Linked DNA regions of Gossypium hirsutum: region 1 is linked to region 2. Evidence: chromatin contacts called from public Hi-C data. All regions are on one chromosome and are shown on one strand. The core of a region is the stretch at or near the end of the contact, and the rest is flanking DNA. Distances in the headings are between cores, read along the strand shown.

The links. Hi-C and Micro-C count contacts between places; a contact is called where the count stands out from the background.
Region 1: a Hi-C map of callus shows a contact between it and region 2, with 1.5 times the contacts expected there. The contact joins two enhancer-like sites. A contact is called at or near these places in 3 of 34 Hi-C or Micro-C datasets (callus and leaf).

The regions. Positions count from the first base shown.
Region 1 is chrA03:113,380,083-113,385,282 of Gossypium_hirsutum_v2.1, reverse strand. No RefSeq gene overlaps it. Among protein-coding and RNA genes, the nearest start is that of LOC121218516, 17 kb to the left of the region's middle. Within about 2 kb of position 3,827, at least 3 of the 9 cell types and tissues checked have an H3K27ac peak or open chromatin away from gene starts, as enhancers often do.
Region 2 is chrA03:113,345,195-113,350,782 of Gossypium_hirsutum_v2.1, reverse strand. It overlaps LOC107938848 (protein ENHANCED DISEASE RESISTANCE 2), which reads right to left. Exons shown (of 5, transcript XM_041103557.1): 3 at 5,292-5,435; 4 at 5,105-5,200; 5 at 4,213-4,807. The coding sequence ends at 4,760. Among protein-coding and RNA genes, the nearest start is that of LOC107938848, 4.2 kb to the right of the region's middle. Within about 2 kb of position 3,207, at least 1 of the 9 cell types and tissues checked has an H3K27ac peak or open chromatin away from gene starts, as enhancers often do.

The DNA.
Region 1 (5,200 bases), core at 2,578-5,077, 34 kb before region 2:
GCAATTCATCTATCATGGTTTCCACACTTCAACTATCTTGTAGTCATTGTTAGAGATGCTCTCAATGGTGATTCTGTAACCGTCTTCAATGGCATAAGTTGAACGGAGTTTCCACCAATGCTCGCCTGATAAGATCATTTTGTTTCCGTTCTTGATACGCTTGAACTTCAATGGCACAGGACCCGCATCTCTGACCTTCAACTCAGCAGGGGCTTTAGATGATTCTGTGAATATAACTATGAGTTGTTTCTGATCTGCTTGATCAACTAACAAAAGAACCATTGTTGTGGCTTTGATTCGGACACTAACTTAAGGTTTTTGCTTGAGAGATAATTTGATTTTTTTTTCTTGAGTGCAAAATGAAGATGATGAAACAAAATGAAGAACCCGGCTACTTATACAGAGAGCCGGAATCGAAAAGAAAAATAATCGATAAAATATTTGTTTAATTCTCACGCAGAAAATATCAGTTTAGTTCGCACGATGTCGCGCTACTACTCTGCTGACAAAATATTTATACATTCAATGTCTTGTTAAATGATAAAATAGTTTTTTATGAACAACAAAATCACACTTTACTTAATTTTATTACAAGGGTTGCGTGGCGGCACGTAAAAGAATGTCGACAAGTAGAAAGAGATGATGCATGGCGGTACGTAAAAGAATGATAGGCAGCGATCCCGCGATCCCGCGATCCCCCAATCCCAGCATCTCTCTATATCAATTCTAGTAACTACGTATCACTCATATCCAACTCCAACTTAATTTATTTATATTTTTTAATTAAACCAGATGAACATAACTATTTATGTTCACTTAGGATCCCGCCAAACATTCGACCAAGTTTTTGAACTAATTATTTATGGCCACGTATATAGACTCTTGGACGAAAGTCTAGCGATCCGTATTTTTAGTGCGAAACAATATAATTATTATTCTTTAACAATATATATTATTGAAAAGATAAACATAATTAAATAATTATGTATGAAGATAGCGAGAAAATTTATATGTTATGAAATTTAATTCGACCACTTCTTCCAAAGTTTCAACTTTCTCTTTCAATTTAAAATATATACAGCACTTTTTCATTTTTATGAAATTGATTAATGTGTGTTTATAGACATCACTAAACAGTTGTCTTTGAAAAATATTTAATACATTTAATGTCTACATTTGCATACGTTTTTTTAAATTATATCATTTTATATTGTGGCAGTAAACATTGATTATTACTTGTCATTTCTTTAAACAAAAAATGAAATAAAATCCAGATAGTAAGACTAAAGAATTATTAATTTAATTATGTGGCGAGGGGAAATATCTCAGGATTTCCTTGCGATAATGATACCGTGATGTTACTTGCGCGCACTCTCACCTTCTACCTTTTGACCTGCAAACGGATTCATTGGCAGCCGACACCAACCCCAACATCTCATTCATTTTGCCTTTTTAAACTAAACATTTCATAGTATTTTGCCCCTCTCACTTTCATGCCCTGGATTCTCGATTTTTGGTGCAATTAGTAGTAAATTAATTCATACGAGAATAATTTTACATATAATAAAATATATTTATGGGTAAAATTACAACACACTAATATTTGAAACGGTATACAATAAAACTAAAGATACATATAAAATAGTTTCAAATTTCACCAGCACACCATAACCAACATAACTACAGATCAACAAACTGAAATACACGAGGTTCATTTCACCTCAATTTCTAACCCTAATGGTGTAGACCTGCTCATCTTCTTCCCAATAAAGAGTGACCATAGCATTAACCTTAGACTTGGCAAAACTCCTCCACTCAGGACCACCGATGGAGAAGAAATTGCCTCCTTCACTCTTGCAGTTGAATTTCCATGATCTTCCATTTTCATCTCTCACAGGCAGATCATTCGAACCCCTAGGGAGTGCGCCGCCATTATGATGAAACCTCAACTTTTCTTTCTTTATTTTGTCAAGTACCACTTTGAATATCTCTGTCATTTCAGCTCTCTGATTGTTAGACTTTACGAGATCGTAATTTGGTTGCACTCTATCAAGCTCTCTGTTTGTGAAGTTAGTCCCTCCAGGCTTAAGCTTATATATAGCTAAGAAATCAGCGTTTCTTGCTCGATCAAACAAAGAAAAAAAAAATAAATATGATATATGTGGAGAGAGAAGGATTAGTTATTGGAAGAGTCGAATGTTCTTACATAATCTGTCGGGCCTATATGTTTTCTTAAATCGCTATCTTAGCTATCGCAAGATAACTTGAAGTGCAACCTCAAAGACCTCACGTCATGCATGCATGATAAAATATGGTAGAAGATTGCGCTACTACTACTTCTATTTTGTAGTTAAAAGAACATGAGATTTTTTAAACTTGTTCCACAAGAATGGTTTTATAGTATTTGCTCTGTGCTGTTCTAGTGCATACTGTATAATATAAGAGCAACATGTCGTTTTCTTCCCAAAAATCGGTAAATCTAAGCAATTAATTGTATCTTCATGTTTGTACGCGAGATGGCCGTCGATCCAACTAAAATTTACGAATATTTTGTGCTTAAGCCTTGCGCGACTTACCCTTTGGAAATATAATAGTATAGTTTATAAATATATTGGACACCAGCCTTTTATCATCATTTAGGTTAAAACAAACACCGAAGTAAGTTGTTTTTTTATTAGGTTGGAAAATTATTAGTTGTGGTCATAAGAAAAGGAAAATAACAGGAGAATTATTAGTTGTGGTCTAGAACTGCTGCTAAAGCATCTAAGATTTATTTATTTTGTGTTTATATAGACACTAGTAAACCATGACATGTTTATTATTCTAAAAATATATATTTATAAATTTAATTTGTACGTACTTTTTGTTAAAAGAGGGAAATATTTTGATTTATTGATTAACAGAAAAGAAAAACAACAAAAATATATTTTATTGAATTTGATAAGAAGAAAAATTGAATGTGCGAGCATAGGCGAAGTCAGAATAAATTTTTAGGGGGCCGAATGAAATTTTAAATTTTTTTATAGTCTATATATTTATAATTTTTAATGGATTAAATTAAATTTTAATTATTTTAGGGGGTCAAAGTATAATTTTATATTTACTAATTGAAAATTTTAAGGGTTTAAATATAAATTTTTTATTTTAGGGGAGCCAAGACCACTGCCAGCACCCCTGTATCCGACTCCATGTGCGAGGAAGAATATATATTTATATAATAAGCTGAGTAAAAATAAAATAATATTAATACACATCCTCTTTGAATTGATGATTAGAAGGGTTGTACCTAAACATAATTATTGGATAAAAACACACACAGCATAGCCAAAGAATTACTTAGGAATGGCAAAGGACACGTCTAAAGCTAAAGGGTTTCGTAAACAGTAGGGGTTCATTTGAGGTCACTATCTAACCCAAATGCTGTAGACGTGAACAGCTTTGTTCGTAAGATGTAGTGCTACCACTGTACCACCCTTTGAAAACTGTAATCATTCTACTGTTTATTGATTGGACCGACAGCCATTTATCATCGTTTTAGGTTAAAACTGCGCGAGGTTGTTTTATTATTATTATTATTATGATGATGGAAAGGGCTTAGTGATCATGAGATAAAAGAAAATAACACAAGAAAGTTGGTTCAAGTTATGCTTAAGACAAGGACTTCTAGTACAGCTGCTAAAGCACTATTATATTATGAATCGCGAGTATCTAAGGATGAGGAAAATTGAGGGACGTATTTTGCTTGCGACACTTTGATTAGTCACGTGGTGTTTTTGAGTTTGGTGACGTAGGTTTTGTCCTAACTCTAAATAGGACTAAGAGTTGACTTAATTTTTATGTTCAAAACTAGAAAATTGCGTGCGGTAAGTAAATGAAGAATTGGCAGCCGACCCAGCATATCTGGACTTAATGGCGGCTCTAAATAAATAAAGTACAATAATTATGCATTATCCATATCTAAGTAAACTATATTTTATATTTATTAATTAAACCAGATAATCATATGTACTTTTTTTAATTTATTTTTTATTCTTTGATTATTTTTATAAGTGAAGAAAGTTATGTTTAAGATGAGGGTTTTTTATCCCAATATTATATAAAAAAAATTATACACTAAAATGCATTGTCAGCCAGATTAATTACGAAAATGGTATACTTTTTGGGGTCGTGCCTACCTGACAGGCACAACCCATTATTTTATTATTAATTTTTTTTTGTTTTAAAAAATTATTATTATATTATTTTTAATATTTATATTAATATATGAATAAAAATACGGGTTTTACACGGATAAAAAATACTTGAAACTGATCGAGCCTGTCAGGTAGGCACGACTAATCGTGCCTAACAGGCAAGCAGAACACCCTTTTCTTTCTTTGCATTTTACAAAAAATTAGTCTTATATCACTTTTGGTCCCTCTACTAGGCCTAAAATTAAAATTCAATCTTTATACTTGAATTTCTACAATAATATTTGGTCCTATTTTTTTATAATTTTTTTCCCAAATAATTAATATTGTTAATTACTTTGTTAAAGTTTTTGATGTGTTTTTTTAACCAAAATATTAGTTTAACAAAACAATGATATGTTAAGCTGTAATAAGTTTTAAAATAATAAAATTTCTAACAAAAATGTATTCCAACTTAACATATCATTGTTTTGTTAAACTAATATTTTGTTTAAAAAAACACGTCAAAAATTTTATCAGAGTAATTAACAAAAATTTTAATACAATTTTGTTAGAAATTTTATTATTTAAAACTTATTCCAACTTAACATATCATTGTTTTGTTAAACTAATAAAAAATTTTATAGAGTAATTAACAAAAATTTTAATACAATTTTGTTAGAAATTTTATTATTTAAAACTTATTCTAACTTAACATATCATTGTTTTGTTAAACTAATATTTTGTTTAAAAAAATACGTCAAAAATTTTATCAGAGTAATTAATAATATTAATTATTTGGAAAAAAATATAAAAAATAGAACCAAATATTGTTGTAGAAATTCAAGTATAAAGATTGAATTTTAATTTTAGGCCTAGTAGAGGGACCAAAAGTGATATAAGACCAATTTTTTGTAAAATGCAAAGAAAGAAAAGGGAAATGTGCAGGGTGTTGTGCCTGCCTGTCAGTCACGATTAGTTGTGCCTACCTGACAGGCTCGACCCGTTTAGGATATTTTTTATCCGTGTAA
Region 2 (5,588 bases), core at 1,958-4,457:
AATGCTCGATTCATTTAAAGCATTCGTTCATGCATAATGTAATATAATATAATATCTGGTTAGTTCGCAAGATGTGGTGCTATCGCTTCTTGTAATAAAACATACACAGATGCGCGACTTATCCTTTGGAAATATAATACTATAGTTATAAATATATTGGACACGACAGCCTTTTATCATCATTTAGGTTTAAACACCACGAGGTAAGTTGCTTTTTTTATTAGGTTGGAAAATTATGGTCATAAGAAAAAGAAAATAACAGAAGAATTATTAGTTGTAACGGAAAAATTGTGGTCATGAGAAAAAGAAAATAACACAAGGAAAATTGAGTGCGCGAGGGAAAAAAAAGTTGTAACATTTGGCTTATTATTCAACTTAATGTTTTGAGTGTGGTGTGATAGATTCTGTCGTAATCTAAATCTAAATCGTACTAAAAGTAAAAGTGACTATTTTTAATTTGTCCAAAATTGCGGCTTTAAATAAATAAATTCTAATTAGTATATATTATCCATATTTAAGAAAAAAATATTTTAAATTATTAATCAAAATCAGATAATCATATGCACTTTTTTTTAATTTGTTTTTTATTCTTTGATTTTTTTTATAAGTGAAGAAAGTTATGTTTAGGATGATTATTTTTATATTTTATTGATGAACTGGACAAAAAACAAGAAAACACTTTTTATTGAACTTTATTACAAGGATCTGCAAAATTGGCGGCGTGAGGGAAGATATATCTAACGTGCGCATTTTGTCGTACAAAGTCTCTCGGCTGCATGTAGAGCGAGCCATTTATTCACGTTAAATAGAATTTTCTCAATAAATAAATAAAAAACTTTTTGTTTATATATTTTATATACTTTATCTGTTATGGATTTGATTAGTTTGTGTTTTTATCGACACTGAATTATTATTCTAAAAATATTTTATTTTATTGATGAACTTACAAAAAAAATAAGAAAACACTTTTTTTTTAATTTTATTACAAGAAAATTGGTGGCGTGAGGGACGCATTTTGGTCACGAAACTTAGGTATTTCATCTCCCGTTTTGGGATTTTAATGGAGCAAACCAAAAAAAAAAAAAAACTTATCTTTTCGGCCGATGTAAATGTAAGCCAGAGCAGAGAAACATCCATTTATTACGAACATATGATCATAACATAACGGAATAACATTCATTTTTTTAGTAAGACAAAGCAGAAACTAAAATACACGATTTTGAAATCAACATATAAGAATCCAGGCATAACCTCGCATACTATGCATGCATGCATGCATTAATAGATATAGATGGCATAATATATATATATCTTGCTATTCATCTATCATGTTTGCACTTCAAACCCGAACTTTGTTTTAGAGAGCCTCTCAATGTGGATGGTGCCACCGGCAACAACTTGATTGCGGAATTTCCTCCAATCATTACCTGAAAACACCATTCTGTTTCCGAATTTGGAATACTTGAACTTAAACGACCCAATATGGCCACACTCGGCCTCCAGGCGACCTTCACCTTCGGGCAACTCTTCGAATGGATTGGAACTCTCTGTGCATGTAACTGTGAGTTTCTTTTCATGAACTTCATCAACTGAAAAACGAACCATTGTTGAGGCTTTGATTTGGATACTAAGAGAATTTGAAATATTTATTTATTTTTTTTTTGTGCAAAATGAAGATGATGAAACAATATGAAGAACCCTTGCTATATATAGAGTTTGGGATCCATAAACTTTTGACCTAAATGATAAATAATTAATAAAATGTTTTGTTTATTTCTTAGACAGAAAAGATTAATTTAGTTCGCACGATGTTGTGCTACCACTCTGCTGTTAATTGGACCGACCGTCATTTGTCATCATTTTAGGTTAAAACTGCACGAGGTTAATATTGTCTTAGAATGTTGCGAAATGGTTGGTGGATAAGATGAAAGAAAAAACCAGAATGAAGTATTGGTTTGTGTTTTCGTAAGACCCGGCAAGTTTGAGGATGTGTTTAGCTTATTGCGCCATAGGCTAAAAATGTAGACAACTAGAAAGAGATGCATGGCGGTACGAAAATGAATGATTGGCAGCCGATCTCCAGCATCTTTGGACTTGATTGAATCTTTCCAAATTCAGACTCAAATTTTATTTTATATTTTTTAATTAATTTTATTTCAAACATAGGGCGAATAGCTTGCTATTCTGATGTGATGTTACTCATCATTTTAATACTTTAGTTGATGATTCAGTGAGTTACAATCAAATAAATAAATGAAAATTCATAATATAAATAGAAACATTCCGTCATCATTATAACCTTGCGATAAAAAAATATATATATATGATATATCGTGAGCTGAGGCTTAAATCTTTCGATAGTCTTATGAAGTTGAATGCTTTCATGCATAAACCTTTCAGGGTATTATATTATCTTCATCGTCTTTCTCCGCCATTATGATGAAACCTCTATACCTTGATTTATGGTTTTCGTGCAAGAATGACACCAAATACCTCTACCATTTCTACTCTCCAACTATATTATTTAGTCCTTACAAGACTCCATATAGTTTGGTTGCACTTTATTATCATAGCCACCAAGTAGAGGCTTGATTGATATCATTCTTGCAACCCCATATATAACTTAAATTTAAAAAAATTAAGTACCCCCATACATAACTTACAAGACATGGATAGCAACCTAACTTCCTTATATCTATTAATTCATGTTTGAAATTAATATTTTATGTTTAGAATGGATAAGTATCATACTTAATTATTTATGAATTGTGTCTCAATATCAATTTAATTCACAAACATTGAGGCCCGACACAAGTTTAGATCGCAAGATATCGTGCTACCACTTCGTTTCATATTGGTGACGTACCCTTTGAAAATTGTATTAATTGGAGCGACTGCCACTTATCATCATTTTGGTTTAACTTTAAATTTGTGGGTGGTTAATTGCTTTATAGTGGATAAAGAAAATAACTGAATAAAGTTGGTTTGTGTTTCCGTAACACCAAACATGCTTGGAATTATGAATGTATGTACGTGGGTTATGGCCGTTAACTAGTTTTTAATCAATTTATTTATTTATTTATTATTAATCTATTTGTTAAGTGACAAAAAGCCACTTTATCGAATTTTATGAGAGGGTCAGCAAAGGGGCATAAGGGAAAATGTCAGCATGATGTTAGCTGTCTCACGTAATAGGTTTTGTCGTGACCCAATGATTGGCTGACTTTATGTAAAACACTTTAAAAGTGCTTTTGCGGCTATGCATGTGAAATTAATATTGGCATGGACTTAAAAATAATATATTATAAAAGGGATGAATTTCAGGGTGCGTTTGGTTCGCTGTATTGGATTAGAGGTGTATTGGATTAGAGGTGTATTGGGATTAGAGGTGTATTGGATTAGAGGTGTAATAGCTAATCCACTGTTTGGTTGAATGTAATGGAATAGAGGCGTAATAGTAATCTTGTGTTTGGTTGAATGGAATAGAGGTGTAATAGCATAATGGAAAAAACTAAAATGACTAGAATACCCTTAGCATAAAATTGTTTTGGTAAATGATTATTGTTATTGTTATTTAAATTTTAATAAGATTATTATTATCAGTAATAAATAATTTAATCATATTTTAACATAATTATTATTAAATATATTTTAATTAAAATATATAATTTATAATAAAATTCTTAATAATCAATATTCTTATATGAATTTACTCAAATCATAATATATGATACTATAAAATATAATTTGAAATAATTAATATTAAATATATTTTAATTAAAATATATGATTTAATAAAATTCTTAATATTAAATATTCTTATATGAATTTTTTAAAATCATAATATATAATACTATAAAATATAATTTAACATAATTATTATTAAATATAAGTTAATAAAAATATATAATTTATCATCATACTATAGATAAATATTGAAATTTGTCACTATACTTTATTTTATTTATATTTTCCGTTATTTTTTAAAAAATGAGTAAATTTGTAACTTAATTTTTATGTTATTGAATTTTACCACTAAAATTTAAATTTTATTAATTTTGCCACTAACTCTTAATTTTAGTTAAACTCTTATTTTAAATTTATATTGAATTTTTATTTTTTTAAATTACAAATATCTTCATTTAACTTAACGAGTAAATATAATTCTTGACTTTCCTTTCTCATCATCTAAACAAAAGCACAATAAACAAATTGTCAAAAAGAAACCCAAATCCAATAGTTGGGAGATTCAAAAGCTTTCTCCAATAATGTGTTTCTTCTATAAGAAACAATGCTTATAAGCAGCTTGTCAAAGCTCAAAATCTATTTAGTCCTATGTCATACATCCAATGTCATTTGTATATATGCTCCCTCACATCAGCAGAAAACACAAGACTCAATATGAAGCATACATGAGAAGAAAACAGTTGGATTGAGTTAATGAAGTACATGCATCTTATGTGTTTTTCTTTCTCAGGGAAAACCTTTCGAGAAAAAAGAAAGTAGAAAAGGAATTAAAAAAATGTTGGTGAAACATTTGAGGAACATGCAAACAAGGTATCCTACAGCTAGTAGTGGTGATGAAATACTCTGCAACAAAATCAGCGCATCTTATAAAATTGAACTCTCGAAACCACACAACGTCGTCCGCTCAATGAATATTTAACCATTATATCAACGTCTCGGGGATTCTTCTTGTTTGGTGCAACAGTCATGCTCCCAATTATTGTCTCCCCTTCACAGATGGTTAACACATCCTCTAGATATAGGACTGTTTGCTTCCAATGGGTAGCTCGCGATCTTGGTCCTGCATTTTGTATTTGCCATTAGCCAAGGCAAAGTTCTTCTAGGCTGGCTTGCTGATTTCTATTCGTAGATAAAATGGAAAGGACAAAGGATGGAGAATTTTGATGTAGATACAAACCTGTAGAGAAACCCATCAATTTGTGGCATTTGGTAAACGAAACATCAAAATATGCAACGAAAGCATGGATGTAATCATCACGCTCTGCAATATAGAGATATCAAAAGACTTTATAGATCCTGATACTATGTAGGCCTCAAGACCGAGGCAAGGAAAATAGCAAAACCACAAGTGCATTACCTCCAGAAAATTGTCTTGCCTGAAGTATTTGCATGTAACAGCTTTCCCAAGTAGGCAAGCTTTTGTTCCAACTGCACGCTTGACCATCCAATACCCCTTTGAACATTTAGAAACAACTGAGCTTTTCACTGGCATTAGAGTAATAGATAACAACTAGGTGAGATGTTTACAATATACAATTTCATACCTCAACAATGCTTGGTATCAGTTTAAATCTTGCATCACGAAATTGATCCGTTCCATCTGCAAACTTTTCCAGTAAAGAATCTTTCCTCACTGGCCTTTCAGCAGCATAGTAGAGGACCAAACTATAGTTTGGTTTCGCAGGAATCTGGAAAAAAGAAACCAAAACATATATCCTCTTTGAAAAACCAAGGTAAAATTTGTTGCAACCTAAAAATTAATTCCACAAAAATTCTCCCCATGCTACAAATATTCCCATTGTATCCTCCAAAGTCGGTATGTTTGGGAGAAAAGTGGAAAC